Linked DNA regions of Scleropages formosus: region 1 is linked to region 2. The links are chromatin contacts, called in public Hi-C maps. All regions are on one chromosome and are shown on one strand. Each heading gives the region's core, a stretch centred on a gene start, on an enhancer-like site or on the middle of the called end of the contact. The rest is flanking DNA. Distances are from core to core; before and after follow the strand shown.

Region 1 (6,793 bases), core at 3,049-5,548, 190 kb before region 2:
ATCATTTTTTGTGATGAGATACCAAAATATCTAGATTTAGCCAGATTTGTACATATTTAGCCTCCTTGTACACTGGGGGATGATCATGTCTTTCATTCAATGAAAGTTCCATGGGATAAGTCCCCTGAGGGTGGAGGAGGAGGAAGACCCTTTGATTGTCAAACCGGTGCCCCAAGGCCACACAGAGGTGGAGGTCACTCCTATCTGGACCTGGTCTGAACATCTCCTTCACCGAGAGCCAGTGGGAGAGGACCCACAGGGTGACTCCCCTCGACCTGCATCTCACACTGCAGAACACATGCAAAAGGTGAAGAGATCGCCATACGGCATGCAGCCAGGAACAGTTGTTTTAATGGTGGTTAAGCAAGTGACCAGTTTCAACACAATAAGAGTCATAGAAACAATACATTCACAAGTTATTATGCACTCATTCTGGGACAATCCTTAATCATTGTTGGGTGGGAATTTTGCATTTATCCGCCCATTTGTATGGATCCATTTCTTAAGAGATACGCTAAAAATTTTTCACCCATATTGATTTCTCAGTCTAGTAATTGTTGGTATTATTAATCAGTGGCTTTGTGGATTTTATTATCTGCAATGAAAATTCTGAATGTAATGCAAAGGCTGATCTGAAAACATTAAGGAACCTTCCAGCACGGAATCCTGTGCTAAATGTTTAACTCTCCATGTTTCTCCTACCCTCTCTGTCTCAGACTGGGAAGCCCAGTGGCAGCATCTGCCCTGCAGGCTGGACCTCCCACAAGGGGAACTGTTACACCCTGAGCCAGGGCAGGGCCAGCTGGAGCAGCGCTCAACAAGCCTGCACCTTAATGTATGTGTGTTACATACAGGCAATATTGCTGACAACACCATCAGCAAATTTACATGAATACACCTGGAATGTCAATGTCAACAACACAAAAACCGTGCACTGCTTACAAAACATGTATGATGCCTTTATATGTACAGGTTCAACAGTAATTTGGCAAGTGTCCACTCCAAAAAAGACATGAAGTGGCTATGGAAGTTTGCCAGCAAGCAGCCGTTCTGGATCGGTAAGGGTCTAGTCGCTTGTCGGTTTTGATAAATCACACTCTCAGACACTCATTCCTAATCTATGCATCAAACACGCATAGATCAGGAATGAGTACGCAGGCACACGTCTGACTACTCTGTCATTGTGGGTTTACAGGGCTGAGTGGCACACCAGGGCAGTGGGCCTGGACTGATGGCCGCTTCATGACATTCTCCAGGCTGAGGAGCCACAGCAATGCTGAATATCAGTCCCTGGATAGCACTGGTCTCTACTGTGTGCTGGCCCAGAACCAGAGGACTTGGACACCAGAGAACTGCACTGCAGGCCCAGAATATAAATACATATGCTCCGCAGCAGTCCAGGACATCCTCATGTCACAGCAAAGACCATCTAGTACAAAATAGCATAATGCATTTCCACAGGAATAGTCACGCAAACTGCATTTTTTTTTACTATTTTTATTAACTTTAAAAAAATGAGTTTAAAATGACTGAAAATAAAATCAGTTATTTCCGCAGCCTCCCATCCTGAAGGTTGAGCATTTCTTCTCATATGCCTATGCAATGTTAGTAATTTTTGAGCCACTTTCAGCTTTCTTTATTAACTACTCAATAAAAAGGTTAGTAACACAGATCCCTTTGATTTATTTACAGGATACGTTAAGTCTAAGATAAAGTTATAATATATTAAATACTTTGGCATTTTTACTAAGACCAAATGTGTCATACATTTGTATGAGGTGTTTTAGAACAGATAGACAGTTGGTGTCACAAAGCCAGAAGGTTTTTGTCCCTCCATTTATAAACATTTACATTTCTTCCTTTAACAGATTCTTTTCTCCAAAGCAACTTACATCTCAGAGAAAAAGACAGTCCATTACATCAAAAGAAGGAGAGATTTGGATGCAGACACGTGATTCTAAAATATAGTTAATTTGTCACATTCCACCATATGAGCCAGCATACACCAAAGGAGAAGCTGCATAAAGGTTTATCCATTATTCTTCAATTCTAAGCACAGAATTATTCAGCACAAACATTTACATCTCACAAGTTGCTGCATAATTTTTTTTCCATTATGTCACACTTCTTACATAACAAAAACCAACTACACACTGCACATACATTACTACCGTATAGAAAATCACAGCCCGTCACAACCATCCATGAAGGCAAATACAGATGACAAGTGAACTACAGCCTGGGCCACAAAATTAACACCCATTTTTCTACAATATCATCAAAAGCCACCAAAAAAAGTGGCCGTGTTTGGACAGTCCTAAGGGGACCAAGTTGAGCGAGACTGCAACCGCTGAAATTCGCACCCAACAGCGAACGGAGGCGCAGAACGAAATCAGCGCACACGAGCTAAACTGTAAGTGCGAGCAAGACCACAAGGTGGCGCTCGTCTCGTGTTCGTCGGCCGCGGGAAGTGCTGCAAAATCCCAATTCGGTCTCCATAAATACGGACAAAAGTTTTTGTAAATTGAAGTAGGGGTATTAAATGGGTCCTAAACTACAGTTCTCGTAAACCGAATTCTTGGACATGGTTGTACCGCTTTATTCATTCTTGCTTTTCTCCAAAGCCACTTAGTTATTTACATATGGTAATTTGGACTAGAGTAAATTCATGGTGAAAATGCTTTGCTGAAAGGTGCTACAGCGGGAGCGAGGATTCGAACCTGGTTTCTTAAAGAAGGCCGTAAAAAAAGAATAAAAATAAGTAACTATTAACAATGAAACTTTAAATCATGAAGAATTACTCTCGCAAATTGTGTCTTTATCATACATATGTGTTACATCACGGATATGCACAGAATGTTTTTCTCTCTTTGGTACTTATTGAAATTTGTGGTGCGGGGATATTTTTCCATGAGAAACAATGTTTCTTCCCAGTTTTATTTGAGAACAAATATTACAAATATAATCAGGGGGGCGTGGTGGCGCAGTGGGTTGGACCACAGTCCTGCTCTCTAGTGGGTCTGGGGTTCAAGTCCCGCTTGGGGTGCCTTGCGATGGACTGGCGTCCCGTCCTGGGTGTGTCCCCTCCCCCTCTGGCCTTACGCCCTGTGTTACCGGGTAGGCTCCGGTCCCCCGTGACCCCGTATGGGACAAGCGGTTCTGAAAAAATGAAAATATTACAAATATATATCATGCATTTGTGTGATCGTGATGAACGTCGGTGCATGGTGAAGGAAACAAACTGAAACTGTACTGAAGGATCACATGTCTGCATCTATGTTTCTATCTCGTAATGTAATGTACAAATAGTATTTTCTACGAGATGTACGTCGCTTTGGAGAAAAACGTCTGCTAAATGAAATGTTAATATAAAATACAATTAAAAATACAAGACTAGCATAATAACAACCGACAAGGGAGGGGGGGGAATAGAAAGAACATGAATAAAGAAAATAGAAAGAAAATTAAAAAAAAAACAAAGCGCAAGATTAGCAAATACATGAATATTGGGATATTTACAATTTGCCCCAAAAACAGTTTAATGCCTTGCGACGTTGTTATGGTTTTCTTATTAGAAGATGTTTATGAAGAGAGGAAAGAAGAAACTGTAAATCAGTTTGGAACAGCAAATTCTTGATTATTATAATTCTTACCTAATTTAGTTAGGGCAAAATTTAATTAATGCCCGTTTCTTTATGAATATGAAATTTACTTAATAAACAGACAAGACGAATTGCGCTATCCACATTTTTATTAGCAGATTCACTAGCATAAAAAAGAGCCATAGAGACAATAATATTAACGAGCCGAGTAAAAAAAGAGAAAAACAAAGCTACCATAACATAAATATTTGGAATGCAGACCAAAAAAGAGAGATGAGGGACTGTTTCCATTTCAATCGAGCAAAAAAGAAGCAAGATTTGTCCGTCAAATCTGCTTCTCTGTTACGGGGGTAATATTTACTATTAATTTGTACGTGTTTCTCTTCATTAGGAATCAAAAATGCATTGGTGCAGAGCACATTTTGTGAGGATGAACTGACTTCTTCTTTGGAAACATTAAGTAGTGTAAGATAATTCTAGATGCACAAAATGTACAAAAGTGTCATTATTTTACTCTAGTTTCACAACCTTCCTGTCACTGTAACAAAACGGAAATATTTACAGCAAAGACACCCAGCTGTACAAATGGCCAAATACCGCTACGGGTCGCGTCACAGTGTGGAACATTGGAGAAAATCGCCCGCCAACTGAACGAACGGAACCATCGCCTTGGTCTGCGGCGGAACGATTATTCCATTATTGCTGTTTCCGTCCGCGGAGCCGAGGCTCCATTCATGAGGGACGGCGATGAGAACAAGATGGCGGCGGCCCTGGTTCAGATGGCTTGTCTGTACCGCGGGATGCTGGCGGTGCGGACAGTGGGCGGGAGGCCGCTGATTCCCGGCGCGGTGCCGCTTCGGTTGCGGGCCTTTTCGATGAAGAAGGAGCGGGAGCCGCAGCTGGAGGAGAACCCGTTCTACGGGAAGTACGCAGACAAGATCAGGGAGCTGCGCAGGTAGTACCCCGTGCCGAAGGGCCCGCAGTGCATGCTGGGAGAACGCGTAGCTATTTTGATCAATGATGCTGTATATGAGACGAATGAACTGCATAGCGCCCCGACACGCGAACTGACCGTACCTCGCCGTCCCTGTGCTCGCAGAAGTCACGTGATGTTGCGTGTAGCGGTGCGCTTCGCCAACTTCCAGCTCATGATGATGCTAACAGTCCTTCCCTGAGCCTGCAGCGGCAACTGCTGTTCAGCAGAGGAGCCCTCATGTCTGTCTTTAATTTGTTTGTTTGTTTGTTTGTTTCACTGCTCTAAGCTCTCGGCCCGGGGAGTTTAGAGCACGAATGGAGAAGCGGGAGGAGGTGACGAGGGAACCGCTGGGCATCTCCACACAGGCCGAGTTTGCCCTAGTCGTGGAGCAGGAGGTATGTATGTAATTACAGTAATAATAGGTATGTAATATGTATGTAACGTATGTATGAGCTGCTCTGCCCACAGCCTCACTTCCCCCGACTCGTCCTGATGCTGCCGTTCGCTCTGCCCTCAGAGTCGGGCTGTTTTGAGCGAAAGGGAAAAGTAATCACTCTCTTTTTTTCTGTACATTACACAAAAAGCTCAAAGCAGGCTAACTGCAGAGCAGGTAGCGGTAACGTACAGGTTAAAGGTTCGGACGAAGACAAACTCGTATATTGGAGAGGGGTACTAGAGGAAAATAAAATCAATGACCCGAGGCCTCTGGTGAAATCAGGAACAACATATTACGATATGCTTAACCCTAATACTGTAGAAGAAGTAGGAGCGATAGTTAAGAGCTTGTGTTACAACAAGGCTCTGGGCCTGGATGGATTACTTAATGGATCTATCAAAGCCATCAACACTTACATCCTGTGCCTCCTGTTTATGGAATCCTAGTGTCGGGAGCAGTTCCCGAATATTTTAGATCTAGCAGGACAACCCTGATCCCAAAAACATCTACACCTAGGGATGCAACAGAATTTAGACCAATTTCTGTGGGGAATGAGCTGAGGAGGTTATAGCATAAAATTCTAGCGAGGCATATGTCAACATACATACGACCAAATATGGTACAAAATGGTTTTCCCAGTATAGACGGATGCAGTGCTAATATCATGATCCGTAATTCCTTCATAGATGACGCCAAGAAGAATCACCAGGATTTAGCGATTTGTTTCATCGACCTGCGTAAAGCATTTCACTCTGTAGCCCATGACTCCATAATCAGAGGTGCCATAGCTGCAGGGGTGCCAGAATATATCTGCGGATACCTGAAACAATACTACTTGTCTGGAACAACCAAGCTACTTGGACAGAAGATCCAGATAGCAAACGGAGTTAAACAAGGAGATCTGTTAAGCCCTCTATTGTTTAACTGCGTGCTGGTTGAAGCTATCGAGAAAGTCCATCGCCTTAATAGTGGTTATAAGCTAAAAGACTTCAAATATAAAGCTTTGGCCTTCGCAGACGATATGGTGCTCGTAGTCGGCACAGAGATTGGACTTCAGAACCAACTTAATACCTTGCTAGAATGCTTGACACCCAATGCCAAGAAATGTGCCATACTACGGGTCATTGGTGATCCAAGAAATAAAACTTCTTACTGCAGTCCAGAGGCTGTAGCATACATATGGCAGGAACAGGTGCTATCTGTAGACATTGTTAGCACCTATAAATACCTCGGGATATATTTTAGTGCCCAAGGTAGACACCTCTCAGATCATGAGGCCCTAGATAATATGCTGAATAACCTGAAGAAAGCCCCGTTAAAACCGTAACGGCGAATGTTCCTGTTAAGAACTTTCATATTATATAGAGTCCAGTATTAACTGGTCCTTGGAAGAGTTACTGCAAAGATATTGAACAAATTCTAACAGCATCATTAGAGGTTTTATAAGAGCGGCACTGAGGCTACCTCGCGATACCCCAAAAGGATTTTTCTATAGTAATATAATGGATGGAGGACTGGGTGTGCCTGACCTGCAAACGCAAGTTCCATACATTAGACACAACAGGATGCAGAACCTGAAGAGGATCCTGGAAAAAGATACATAAACATCACCAATACATACAAATTCACCACCAGGTTACAAAAGGACTTAAAATTGATGGAGCAAGGTGGGATGACAGTAAGCAACAAGGCATCCTGTAGGAGTTACTGGGGAGAACAGCTTCACACCAGTCAGGATGACATGGGTCTCAAGAACATAAACCAATGCCCACAGGCCAG
Region 2 (6,279 bases), core at 182-2,681:
AAAAAAATAAATGACGAGACGAAAGTTATTACATTGATCTTGGACTGCAATGTTGTACCTCATGTAAGAGGTACAGTTTAAATGTACCATCGTCCATCCCACAGTAAATTTAACATGAATTTTCTATGCACCAGGTGGGACACAGAAAGTTGAACAGAGAAAGCTAGTACAGAAGTCTGTTTCCCATTTACACTCAAAATGTAGTTAAGTGCAGCTTAAGCATGCACATGTGGGGAGAGCAAGATAGAATAGTGGTTAGAGCCTTTGGAGGTGGTTGCAAGTTCAAATCCCCCTTCTAGGTCTAGTAGCCTTGAGCCAGGTACTAACTGAATTACTTCACTAAAATTACCCAGCTGTGAATGGGTAAATCATTATAAGTACCTAAAACTGCAAGTTGCTTTGGAGAAAAAAGTGTCGTGAAAAACTTACTAAACAACACTGTTCGACACACCTGGTTTTATAAGAACAACTGTTTTTTCCTTGTAGAGGGGAAACTTCAACAAAGTCCAATTTGCAGAAAGAAGAAAGAAAGACACAGGTGGTCCAGTTTCTGTGATCACTCAGTGAACTGTAAGTGTAACAAAAAAAAATAAAAGATTTAAAAACTGCCTTACACGTCTTCAGCTGTTTACAACTGTCTTCCGCATCTCCACTGCTTTTGCTGGAATTTAATACCGCTGGCAACGGCGTTGCAGAGTTCGCAGACAAACCGGCCCCAGACAGGGATTCTGCCTTCACTTGGAGAGCTTGTCCAAATGTGAAGCCTTTATTAATACATGACATTTTTTTTTCCATCTTTTTTCCGTCTCCTGTGTGTGTGAAGACATTGTAACGCATTTAATGTTTCCAACAGCTCATGATGTAAAAAAAAAAAAAAAAAGGGAATTTAAAAGCTGCAAGAACGCAAACCAGCAAACGGTCTCTGTCCGAGTACACAGTTTGAGTCCCTTATTATAAACAACAATTAACATTTTCATTACGTGAGAGTGACTGATTTCCGGAAACAAGCGAAGCGAGCAGTAAACTTTTTTGGTCGTTAAATTTGTCACAGCCCTTATATTATAATAAGCCTACAATGTCGATGTGAAGGTTATGTGACGATGAAAAAAGTGATAAAATTAGCACGGTAGGTACAAACTTAAGTATTATCGTACGTGTTTACCGGGACACCAGGAGGGGCTGCAATTCCACGGGTGGGTCCAGCGTTCAGTGTTCAATCAATGTGTTCTCCCAGGGGACACACAGGCTTTTGTGGACTGAGAAACGAAACTGAACGCGATCACTTTCAGTTTGCGATGAACACGTCATCAGGAGCGCAACCGACATACAAACTGCAAATACTGTGTTGTGTGTAACGACGAACGGGAATTATATACTGTTGCAGCAGGTGCCCGTTTTGGGGAGTGCACCGGAAGAAAACCAGCCCAGACAATAATGTGAGTGCATAAAGTATCGTGAGTTTAATAAACAGTCACTTTAGAACTGGAATCGTCTGCCTTTACTGTGTGTGGCCTGTAGCTGTACAGCACTGATTCTGTTCCGTTTACACTCATCCATGAGCCTCACTTCGGACTGGAGCTCCAGACAGGACAGCTGCATGCAAACCTCCTCTATGGATGTTGCACCATGTCTTTGCAAGATGTCCCGGTGTTGAATTTTTTAGGGATTATCTGATGTGTCCTGATGTGAGAAGACACCCCTCCAAGTCTGCTTGTATCTCTGCTTTCACAGGTTCTGTTTTCAAAAAAAAAAAAAAAAAACAAAACTAGAACAGATAACACTAATGAATTTTAAATTCTCTACAAGACATCATTTTGTTGTATGACGCGGTCTATGGTTAGCTATACTAGAAACATAAGAAGTGAAACAGGGTACACTATGGATGGGATGCCAGTTTATTTTCTTTTATTTATTTCTTTTATTTACATGAAGAAACATTCAAATTAAGTTCACATCAAAATAAAAGAGAAAAAAAACACGCTCCTACTCGCTCACCCTCCCTCCAGTGTCATTTGAGTTTCTCTTCTGAGTGCGTTTTGCTGCCATCCAATGGCGATTAGTGGAAATTCAAGGCATTTTCGCTCCGCGGTGGAGAAATAGAAAATTCAACCGTGAGGAAAAATGAAATAAAACTGAAAAATGTTGTTTATTCAAAAACACGTAATGTGGTTGTTTGTAAAATAAGGTCTAAATGTATATGTGACATGGCTTGTAAAATCATTAAATATAATTAATAGTATTTAGTTGTGCAGTAAAATAATCATTTTTAAATTTACACTTTGTGTGTCACTGATTTTTGAAATAATTTTTTTAAATTGAAATTATTCATTGAAAATTATTTCAGACAGAGGCTACAGGAAAACTATACAGACATTTAATGCATGAATAAAGTGAGATCCAAAACTCCTCTCCAGGGAATAGAACATATAAATACATTCTGTTCAATTGAAAACTTTTACTGTATTCAAGGATATAACGATTTTGGGTGTTATACATAACACCTGTGCGTAAGATATTAACCAGCCATCAAATATTAAAAAAACAGGTGTTCCAGTGAAGCTGGTTTGATATACTACAATAACTGAAGGAAGATCAGCTTTCAAATTTTTGTGAATATTTGAGCTAAGACTTTGACATCACAGTTAAGGAGACACATTGGGTGGAAAGACCTAGAGTCTGAAGGGTCTTTGTGTTTTTTCAATAGGAGAGATATGAAGGCATAATGAAGAGTGGGAGGAAGTGTCTTACATTCACTAACTAATTCAGTACACACACACACTAATTCAGTACACATTAAATTTAAGACACCTGAACTGAGAAGATCTTATAAAACCCAACTCTACTAAAGGGCTTTACAGTCTGAATACTTCAGACATGAGAGAGGCTCATCAAACCTTATTTTGACATTCTCTGAGTGATTTGTTTGTTCAGTATTTGTATTGTCTCTGTCTTGTCCAAAGTCTGTGAAGAAACACACACACTTTCAGAACCGCTTGTCCCATACAGGGTCACAGGAGCCTACCCAGCAACACAGGACATAAGGCCAGAGGGGACACACCCAGGACAGGACACCAATCTATCACAAGGCACCCCAAACAGGACTTGAACCCCAGACCCACCAGAGAGCAGGAATGTGGTCCAACCCACTGCGCCACCACACCGCCTGACCTGGGGAGAAACATTCAAGAAGAATTTCATGATACTTGTAGACAGTACTTGTACCTATGACAGTAAACTTGAAACTTGATAGAGAGAGGACCTTAAACAAGTATGAGAATGTGTCTTGTGATACATGATCAATAATGGATTTTGGGGTGTATAACTTGGTGTAGTTTTGCTGGAACTGGCCTTGACATAAAGCCTTGAAATTAGTTGTGGTGTGTGGGCTAAAAGGTGCACAGGGGATGGGCTAAATGTTTATTGGCTTGGTCCCCTTGTTCATAATGGGTAGAACATATTTTCAATAACAGTGTTCCAACATGGAGAGGATGCAGTGGCGCGGTGGGTTAGACTGCAGTCCCACTCTTCGGTGGGTCTGGGGTTCGAGTCCCGCTTGGGGTGCCTTGTGATGGACTGGTGTCCCGTCCTGGGTGTGTCCTCTCCCCCTCTGGCCTTACGCCCTGTGTTACCAGGTAGGCTCCGGTTTCCTGCAACCCCCTATGGGATGAGCAGTTCTGGAAATGTGTGTGTGTGTTTCAACATCATGGGTGCAGAGCAAATCAAAGTTTGTTTTCAGCCTCCAGCAGACAAATAATTTGAAACAGGGTACAGTACCATACTATTAGTAAGGTTTATAAATTAGTTCAAGTTCCTTCAAACTTTCCCTTACACATTTCTTTTTATGGGTAGAGTATGAGATCATCTGGTTTCTTAAATAAGATTTTAGTGTTTCTTAAAACATGGCCTTAGAGACAGCATCTGAAGAATTGGTATCCAAGAAAAAGTATATAGAAAAAGTAAATACCTATACATCGAACAAGGTCCTATAACAACAGAGGGTTCATCTAATATAATCTGGACACATGACAGGAGCATGGTGTTAAATAAAAATGTCATTGAATGAACACAATGGAGTAGATGGAAAGAGGAAATTGTCAGTTAAGAAATAATTTGTGTTATGTGAAATAATATGTGAAAATGTGTTGGGGAGTGCGGAGGTGCAGCGGGTTTGGCCGAGTCCTGCTCTCCGGTGGGTCTGGGGTTTGAGTCCCGCTTGGGGTGCCTTGCGACGGACTGGTGTCCCGTCCTGGGTGTGTCCCCTCCCCCTCCGGCCTTAAGCCCTGTGTTGCCTTGTAGGCTCCGGTTCCCCGCGACCCCGTATGGGACAAGCGGTTCTGAAAATGTGTGTGTGTGTGTGTGTGTGTGTGTGTGTGTGTGTGAGACTTATACATACGGTGCGTACCAGTTGCTGATAGAATTCCCAACCCCCGAAACCCAGGTGCTCCTAAAACAAGAAGTAAGTAATCTACCCAAGGTGCGCTTCTGCCTTGAACTTATAACTGACTCTAGTAAAATATGAGCGTGAGAAATAACTGGCTCTCGTGTCTCTTCTCTACCTTGACCTCTCTGTCCTTCTGGTTTGTGTCAGACCTGTCAAGAATATGAGTGCACGTTGGAGTTCTTGTTTTAACTTCTCTCTCTTTGCTTAAGGTAAAAGGGCTAACGGATGCGACTGAAGTATCATATATCCTCTCTATATGTATAACCAATCACAGTGCTCTGTTGTTTAACATTACCTTTTGTGGTTTTGTCCCTAGACCCTGACTCGCTTTTTAAAGCGATGAAAACTTATTTCTTTGTTCTGCAAAATAGTATATAATCTATGTGAACACACAATAAACTTGAGGATTTGGAACGAAACACGCTGCTTGTTCTTGTGTCCTAATCCTCCCAGCGATCACTGGTCTCTGGTGTCCGGACAGCTCTGAGGTGGCAGAAGGCTGAGATAGAAATTAAGATAATTTCTAATCTAAGAATGAGTCACTCCTGTTCTGAGCAACATGGGTTGAAAACCAATAAATAGCAATAATTACATAGCATACCAAGGAGCATGCATTTCAGGTCTATGTATGAAAAAGTGTTATGTAGTTATACATATCCACTCTCCTTACACAATCTTACAAACACATTCATACAGAACAACAATGAAAAGTTCTACTGAACTACTGAACAACAAGCTAGAATTATTATTCAGTTGCTGCAATGTTATCCTGTTGAGGCCTCTGTTTGCCACCTCATTGCCTTTTCTGGATGTTGAGGTCCTATCTGTAATACCAAAGAACTGTGGTGGAATTTTTTCAGCCAACACACACTGGCTGATACCGCTTGTCCCAAGCAGGGTTGTGGCGAGCCGGAGCCTAACCCAGCAACACAGGGCGCAAGGCTGGAAGGGAAGGGGATACACCGAGGACAAGACACCAGTCCTTCGCAAGGCAACCCAAGCAAGCTCAAAACCCAGACCCACCAGAAAGCAGGACCCGGCCAAGCCCGCCGCATCACCGCGTCCCTCTCAACCAACACTTAAAAGTAATTATTCAGTAGTTTATTGGATAGCAGTTCAGCACACTAAGCAACTGAGGAGACAGACTCTCTGAACAGCACTTAATAGTCTCTTATATACTAAGAACACATCAAACCTTGAGGTGGATAGGCTACAACAGCAGAAGACCATGTCAGGTTCCACTCCTTGTCAATCAAGAACAGAAAGCGGAGGCTGCAGTGGGCACAGGCTCACCCAAACTGGACAGCTGAAGACTGGAGAAATGAGTCTCGACTTCTGCTAAGGCACACAAATTGGAAAGTCAGAATTTGGCATCAACAACATGAATCCACGGAGCTAACTTGCCTTGTGTCAACAGTCCAGGCTGGTGGTATAAGAGTGTGGGGAATGTTTTCTTGGTACACTTTGGGCCCATTAATACCAATCACTCGTTGCTTGAATGCCACAGCCTGAATGTTGTTGCTGACCACATACATCTCTTTGCTGCTGCAATTTACCCATGTTCTAGTAACTATACTTCCAGCATGAGAATACATTTACATTTATTCACTTAGCAGACACTTTTCTCCAAATCAACTTACAATGGATACTATGTAGTGTTACCAGCCCACACACCTCATTCACCAAGGTGACTTACACTGGGTCACTCATCCATCCACGTGAAACACACTCTCTCTGTGTCACTCACACACTATGGGGGAATCTGAACAGCATGTCTATGGACTGTGGGAAGAAACCAGAGCACCCAAAGGAAACCCACGCAGACAACATACAAACTC

The links. A called contact is a pair of places that touch in the nucleus more often than the background predicts.
Region 1: a Hi-C map of muscle shows a contact between it and region 2, with 7 times the contacts expected there. The contact joins the promoter of atpaf1 here to the promoter of ifi44g in region 2. A contact is called at or near these places in 2 of 2 Hi-C or Micro-C datasets (both in muscle).

What each region holds. Positions count from the first base shown.
Region 1 is chr9:8,197,939-8,204,731 of fSclFor1.1, reverse strand. It overlaps atpaf1 (ATP synthase mitochondrial F1 complex assembly factor 1), which reads left to right and starts at 4,298. Exons shown (of 9, transcript XM_018726697.2): 1 at 4,298-4,557; 2 at 4,865-4,973. The coding sequence starts at 4,337. frem1b (Fras1 related extracellular matrix 1b) reads left to right here. Exons shown (of 35, transcript XM_018726727.2): 32 at 107-307; 33 at 717-835; 34 at 973-1,058; 35 at 1,196-1,516. The coding sequence ends at 1,443.
Region 2 is chr9:8,006,575-8,012,853 of fSclFor1.1, reverse strand. It overlaps ifi44g (interferon induced protein 44g), which reads right to left and starts at 1,431. Exons shown (of 8, transcript XM_018726737.2): 1 at 1,163-1,431; 2 at 615-809. The coding sequence starts at 795.